Regions from separate parts of the Mus musculus genome. Here region 1 is linked to region 2. Evidence: chromatin contacts called from public promoter capture Hi-C data. All regions are on one chromosome and are shown on one strand. Each heading gives the region's core, a stretch centred on a gene start, on an enhancer-like site or on the middle of the called end of the contact. The rest is flanking DNA. Distances are from core to core; before and after follow the strand shown.

Region 1 (3,830 bases), core at 40-2,539, 190 kb after region 2:
CACTAGATTAGAAGTGGTTTTTTTTTGTGTAAGACGACCTTATTAGCCTTATTAGACTGTCTTACAAACATTTTCCTCCATTTCTTATTATTCAGATATTTCTGATTAAAAAGAATTTGTAAGAAGATTTTAAATATACCCATTTTAATGATATTTACTTCTGGTTTCCTTTGGCTTAGAGAAATGATTACATTTTCTTTTCAAATCAACTGAACCTTTTAAAACATTTGATATGTTTCAATTTTTAATGTACTGTGTGATATAGTCATTTATTTTCTATCTATTCCATCCACTTTTGTCAATATCATTCAATGTAATTAGGGAATACTTTATGATGTCTAAGTGAAATATCAATTCAAGGTTTTTCTGTTAACTTGGTAAAAATATGAAATATGGTTGCTAAGGTTTGTAAATAGTTTTTAGACACCAAATTCTGGCTTGGTAGTTTCCTACAATCTTACAGTGCCAACCAATTAAAAATAAATATTTTGGGGTCATGAAAAAAAAAAAAAAAGAAAAAGAAACTGCTGAATTCATACTATAGTGAAAGTCCAGAATGCATAAAGCAAATTGTTTTGCACACTGCAAGAGAGAAACAGAAAGAACTACAAAAAGGCCCTTCTATGTAACAGGTGACAGAGGGCAGAGGAATCTTTTGAAAACTAGAGGCCCTAACATGATCTGCCAGAGCTTGTCTGTGGCTGTTTCTGATCTGGGACTTTATCTCCATGGGACAAATGAAGAGCCTACAGCATGGACTCCAAGGGCATCTGAGTATCCCAACCTGGCATCTTTCTCCAAGCTTGACTGCTCCAGAAGACAAGCATGGTCCACAAAACACAGGTGGAAGGTAGGGGTTGTCTCCTCTGCTTTGGGATGTTCTGTGGTCCAAAAAATGGCCATTGAAAGATACTCCTGTGCCCAGGATCCTCCCTGAGTACAAACCTGAGCTCTCCTTTCCTGGTGTCAGGACAGCACTCCTCATGCTATCACACATCTTGGATTATCAAACAAGCTGAAGCTAGACGCCCTTCACTTACCTCAGCAGTGGTGACCTTGATCTGGTGGCAATAACACTTCTGTGATGGCTTTCCTCTTAGGGAACGTCTTTATCTAAAACTGAATTCAGATTCAGGATGTTTATGAAGAGAGGACATGAGGTGTGGAGTTCTGGTGTCCCAGGAAGAACTGCACATAGAAAGGAGGAGACCGTGGGATGGACAGTTGGATCTCCCTGAGTTTCTTTGTCCTTACTGGTCCACACACAGCCCTTGCTCTCTACACTTTTCTGCCAGGATCTGAGCCCTATTTATCTAAACCACCAAAGAGGGGGGCTGTAATCAGAGTAGGTTTCGGTTTCGATTCCTGGAAATGGCTAGCTTGTAGGAATCAAATGTCAACTATATTGTGTTTTATAAAAAGAAACAACCAGGAATATGTTTGATAGAGGTGCAGTATGGTGTGTGTGTTTGGGGGGTGGTGGTAGTGAGGATGCCTCTGTGGGCCCCTGGTGAGGCATTTTCTCCAGGGGAGGCACTAGTCACAGAAATAGAATAGAGTTTATTTAGGGCATGGGAAGGGTAGTTGGGAAGAGATGAAAGGGAACAGGGGGCTAGGGGGAAAGAAAGAGAGTGAATAGGGCGGTAGATTGTAGGGTAGAAGGGGAGAGGAGAAAGGGGAGAAAGGAGAGAGGAGAAGCAAAAGGAGAGAGGACAGAGGAGAGAACAGAGAGGAGAGAAGATAGGAGAGAGGAGATGAAAGGAAAGGGGAGAGGGGAGGAGAAGGGAGATGAGAGGAGAAGGGAGATGAGAGGAGAGGAGAGGGAAGAGGGGAGAGGGGAGATGCTGATGCTGGCGAGGATGTGGAGAAAGAGGAACACTCCTCCATTGTTGGTGGGATTGCAGGCTTGTACATCCACTCTGGAAATCAGTCTGGTGGTTCCTCAGAAAATTGGACATAGTACTACCGGAGGATACCGCAATACCTCTCCTGGGCATATATCCAGAAGATGTCCCAACCGGTAAGAAGGACACATGCTCTACTATGTTCATAGCAGCCTTGTTTATAATAGCCAGAAGCTGGAAAGAACCCAGATGCTCCTCAACAGAGGAATGGATACAAAAAAATGTGGTACATTTACACAATGGAGTACTACTCAGCCATTAAAAAGAATGAATTTATGAAATTCCTAGGCAAATGGTTGGACCTGGAGGGCATCATCCTGAGTGAGGTAACCCAATCACAAAAGAACTCAAATGAAATGTACTCACTGATAATTGGATATTAGCCCAGAAACTTAGTATAGTGAGATATAAGGTACACTATGCAAAACACATGAAACTGAAGAAGAACGATGACCAAAGTGTGGACACTTTGCTCCTTCTTATAATTAGAAACAATCACCCATGAAAGGAGTTACAGAGACAAAGTTTGGAGCTGAGACAAAAGGATGGACCATCTAGAGACTGCCATATCCAGGGATCCATCCCATAATTAGCCTCTAAACGATGACACCATTGCATACACTAACAAGCCTTTGTTGCAAGTACTGTAATATAGTTGTCTCTTGTGAGACTAGGCCGGGGCCTAGCAAACACAGAAGTGGATGCTCACAGTCAACTATTGGATGGATCACAGGGCCCCCAATTGAGGAGCCAGAGAAAGTATCCAAGGAGCTAAAGAGATCTGCAACCCTATCGGTGGAACAACATTATGAACTAACCAGTACCCCAGAGCTCTTGACTCTAGCTGCATATGTATCAAAAGATGGCCTAGTTGGCCATCACTGGAAAGAGAGGCCCATTGGTCAGTCAAACTTTATATGCCCCAGTACAGGGGAACGCCAGGGCCAAAAAATGGGAATGGGTGGGTAGGGGAGTGTGGGACTTTTGGGATAGCATTGGAAATGTAATTCAGGAAAATACGTAATAAAAAAAAAAAGAAAAAAAAAAGAAATTTGTTGCATGTCATCCACTGGTCTCTCTAATTTGGTATTGGAGAAATATGTCCAATATTGTACAATCCATATACACTTTCTGCTTATTTGTAGGTAACAATATCTTCTGTGTACTACATAATGGTCTTGAAATCATGCTTTTCCTATCTTAGCCTCTCTGTCGATAGGATTGTTTATTTGATGTTTTTATACTATACTATGGTTTTTAGAATAGCTGACATATTTCAAAATTATTTATACAGCCAAAAGAAGTAGACAATCAATTTGGGAGGTGGCTTGCAAGAGAAGAACAAACAGTGAGACTGAGTGCTTTACTTGATATTTATAATTATTGTATCCATTTTGAAGAAGAGTTTATAAGTTATTCTTTTTCTGAGTTGAATGCTTTTCAAAATCATCACAGCCAATGAACCAGTATCGTAGCCTCACCAAATGTCTGTGCCACCCTCCAAGGAGGAATCATTGTTCATTAAAACAGTTGATGAATTACTTCATGGATGGACCATCTTAATACACACACCATTTCTTAAATGAATGTAATATGTTCCCTGTGGACCGAGAATGAAGACAATCACTCAAGTCAAATAGCTTTGACCACAACAGGGACTCTGTATTCAAAATCAAACCTATAATTCATTCCTTGGTGCAGCAGAACTGTTAACTCTTAGCTTAGCTACTATGGAGGTAAAATCCTTTGGTGATGTGAGGAACATTGAAGTAAGCCTTATTATAATGAGCTCCAATGTCTAAAATTTGTTCTTATTTTGGGTTTGTGCCACAGTAAGAGCAAGATTTTAAGCTCTACTAAAAACAAAACAAACAAACAAAAAGACTTTATGTTCATTTAAAACAACTAACAGTAATATATTATTTT
Region 2 (3,624 bases), core at 657-3,156:
TCAGTGTCAAGGGGCCCTGAGCTGGGTGTATAGGCACCAGAGTGGGCTGGTGATAAAGTCTGAGACAAAGCTGGCTGGAAGCCAGGGGGATGAAGCTGGACAAACTTCAGGGGTTGAAAACATTCTGTAATGGGGTGCAGAGACGGGGTACACAGACAAGAAGCTGTGTGACATTCAGTAGTGTCTTGTCCTCAAGGCAATTCTCTCCCCTCCATCTCACCTATCATTAGCCAGGGTCTAGTTCTGTATTGGTTTTACTTAACTGAGTTCCACTCACCAGAGTAGAAGATGAGAGCAAACCATGCTTTCTCAGAACTATTTATGTAACTGTGACTGTAGATGGAGACTTCCCACCTGCCTGCACACCCGAGAGCACCCGGTGCTGGACCCTGGACCTGCCTGCACACCCGGGATGGTGCAGGTCACAGCTGCACGCAGGAGCCAGTAACTCTCAGGAGGGCTGCTGAAGTCCATACATTACAAGCAGACTGGGAAAGGGCATGGATAACTGTATGAAGCTGCAGGATCCTCCAGGAGCCACACAGGAATGTTGGTGTGGACAGCCTTGGGATACCGTGCCTCAGAACTCCAACCCAGTATTTACAAAGAGCCCTTAGAATTCTTTCTGGGATTCAAGTGACCCTCCACTTCCTTTTTTGAGGATCATGACCAGATTATACTCCTATTTCACCTCTCTGCACAGGGGCGAAGATCCCCAAAGAAGAATATAGATCCTTGTGGCTGTCAATCTGGGAAAGAGGATGAGACCCGTGAGGAAATGTCTTTCGAGTCTCGCAACCGACACAGAACGGAGAGCATGCTCGCACACACTTGCCCATAGCTGCATGAAAGGTAGCAGGGACCACACAATTCCCTCTGATATTTATTTATCTTTGGAAAGTGTGATAAACTTGCTCACGGTGAATGGGGACAGTACTGAACCCACATGCTCTGGGAAGATGGTATTTGAAAAGCTCCCATCTCATTAACTATAAACTTACAGACTAGTGAAGGAGGTGGTTCCTTAAACAGAGACACTTTCTCCAATGCAAATAAAACATTTTAATGGAGTCAGACAAAAAGGTCACTATGATACCTTATACTCAAAACCTACTCTGAGATTCCTATTCCATGGGTAGTCCAGATAAGAAACAAACCTCCCCCCCCCCCTATTTTTTTCATGTATCCTAGATATTGCCTGTGGTCCATTCTAATCCTGGGCGTTTATTTTGTGGAGCTATGAAGAGACGCTATCTTAAATTCCAAGAGAATATGGGTTGGCACGCTCTGCCCTCCTTCAAATTTAGCCAGCATTAGAAGAACCACAAGGCCAGAAATAAGGTGAGGTACGCATTTGCCTCCAGGCTGGTGGTTTAGATATATCTGAACAGCAAAGATACAGCAGGGCTGTGTGGTACTAGACAGTCAAAGTGAGGCTCTGCTGTGGACACTGCCTGAGCAAAAGAAACCAGACCCCAAGGTCACATGACCTGTTTTCACGGTTTTACCGTTCATATTATATTGGGGGATTCATATTAGATTGGGGGTGGCCAAGCTACATTTAAGAGACTTTTACTTACCTGATCCAGAGGAGTTATTATGTGTGATTCGATGTTAGTGGCCTTCCTGGAACGTCACCCCTTTCTTCCTAGGACAAAAACGTTGCTGTCCTCCGGCAGAAGTTCCCTATGTAGAGATCCAAAACTGGAATATAGACCCGGATGTTGAGAGATGAGATGCAGAGGTCTGGAGTCCTTCTGAGAGGAGACGAACCAAGAGGAGGTCTGATCGCGTGGATTTTCTTTCAGCTTCTGGTCTTCGAGCAGACCTTGCTTTTTGTCCTGCACTTTCTAGACCGGAGATATGCCTGCCTGGGCCCAGCGGGGGAGCGGGGGGGGGACGGACTCGAATTGAGAATCAGTTTCGGTTTCTATTTCTTGAAACAGGCTAGTTTTCAGGATTAGGCTGGGCGGGCTGCATAGTAGTCTTCAAAGAGGAGCAGAACCCTGCTGTGCTGACTCACCGTCAACAGGGGTCGGGATGAGGGATTGGAGGTGGTGGTGGAAGTGGAGGGTGGGGGCGTTGGGGTTGGAGTTGTGTCTGTTTAGGGACTTTAACAGCCAGCCCCGCGTCAGACCTTCCAGTGTCTGAACCTGCTACTTCTTTCCGTGGATACCACCTGTGGAGATGCTGGCCCTGGGCAATGCTAACCTCCAGACCCAGCAACCTCAGGCCACCCCGAGCTTGGAGGCTGCACTGAGACCTTGTTCTGTATGATCGTTTACCCCGTTTGCCGGCTCACTTGATTAATCACACCTCTCTATATAAAGGAGAATGTCAGAGCACCAGGGAGTCGAGAATCGGGTTCTTGTCCTCGTTAGTGTTTGAGAGGGAAGAGGGTATGAGCTGAGAGGGGACATACTTCATTTTCCTCAGATCTAGGAGGTAGATTATTAGAGAGTAAACGCAGGGGCTGGACGCTTTGACCATGGCATAGAAGCACTGACCCCTGTGTAACGTTTTCATGAAGAAAAACAGAATTTTTTTTTTTTAAAGCAACCGGCCACGGTCACAGTGACAGAGGGGGCAGCGAAGAGGAGCCAAGTAGCTTTCAGAGTGTCGGGCGGCTGTTATTCTCTCTGCTGCTCTTCTGTACCTACCGGTGAGTTCTTACTGCACAGCAAAGAGGGGCAGAGCTGAGCCTGTTCCATAGTCACTGCGAGAGGGAGACAGATTGGGCCAGGAGGAATGAGGCGGCTCCTCACACAGGCACTAACCAGTGTTCCAAACTCTACTTCTGCCCATTACAGGCTCAGTATTGCCCAGAGGTTTGGGCAATGTGATCCTCTGGTCACAAGGAGCCCTTTGTCACCCCTCCAAGTGACCAGTAATGTGATCCTCTACCGGCGCTGGTGGCTTTCTCTTTCTCCTTACCGGAAAAGACTGAGTTGCTGAGAAGAGGAACAAGTGTGAGCTGTTGTTTAATGAACTGGAGGCCTTGAGTGATAGCCAGGATCTGTCCTTGTTTGATTCCTCTAAGCCCTCAGCTTCTCCTCAAAGCCTGAGGAGAAAGCAGGCTAGTTTCAATGTCTGTCTTTGAGAGACTGGACAATCTGTATGTCCTGCTTTCTTTATGTGATTTCTATAAGAACAAACAGGAACAGGTCTGAGCACAGTACAGGAAGGCCAGGAAGAGAGTTTCTGGAACCTTCTGTCTCAGTGAGCCAGCATTTCAACTCAGCACTTTGTGTTTCCCCAGGGCCAGGGTCTCCCTTGAGCTCAGAGTTAGTTCTCTCAGGCTCTTGCTCCTGCGGAGGAACTGAGGCTGGGCACAGCAGGGTTTGTTATAACTGGGTGTCAGGTAAAGATTCCTCAGGGCAGGATGCTGTGTGTACACAGTCAATAATCAGAACACAGGCGGTCTGTCCTTAAAAATGTCACTGGCCGAGAATCTTTGGCTTCCCTAACCTACTCTCTGTGTAGACCAGGCTGGCCTTGAACTTACGGAGTTTACCTGCATCTGCTTCCTGAGTGCTGGAGCTAAAAGCATGAACTATCAAGACGAGCAAAGGCTGAGTTAATCAAGATCCTGTCTTAGTACCAGGTTCTTACTCTGGTTAATCA

The links. Capture Hi-C pulls out chosen DNA fragments and counts their contacts.
Region 1: a promoter capture Hi-C map of liver shows a contact between it and region 2. The contact joins the promoter of Tgtp2 here to the promoter of Irgm1 in region 2. A contact is called at or near these places in 9 of 39 promoter capture datasets (the C10 cell line, the HPC-7 cell line, cranial neural crest and 6 more), 1 of 15 datasets of contacts at CTCF or cohesin (the NIH/3T3 cell line), 3 of 484 Hi-C or Micro-C datasets (B cells, bone marrow-derived macrophages and embryonic fibroblasts), 11 of 115 datasets of contacts at active chromatin or transcription factors (the 230-238 cell line, CD8 T cells, the HPC-7 cell line and 7 more) and 3 of 9 other capture datasets (adipose tissue, liver and pancreatic islet).

What each region holds. Positions count from the first base shown.
Region 1 is chr11:49,062,923-49,066,752 of GRCm38.p6, forward strand. Tgtp2 (T cell specific GTPase 2) reads right to left here and starts at 1,290. Exons shown (of 2, transcript NM_001145164.1): 1 at 1,041-1,290.
Region 2 is chr11:48,869,514-48,873,137 of GRCm38.p6, forward strand. Irgm1 (immunity-related GTPase family M member 1) reads right to left here and starts at 1,907. Exons shown (of 3, transcript NM_008326.2): 1 at 1,581-1,907.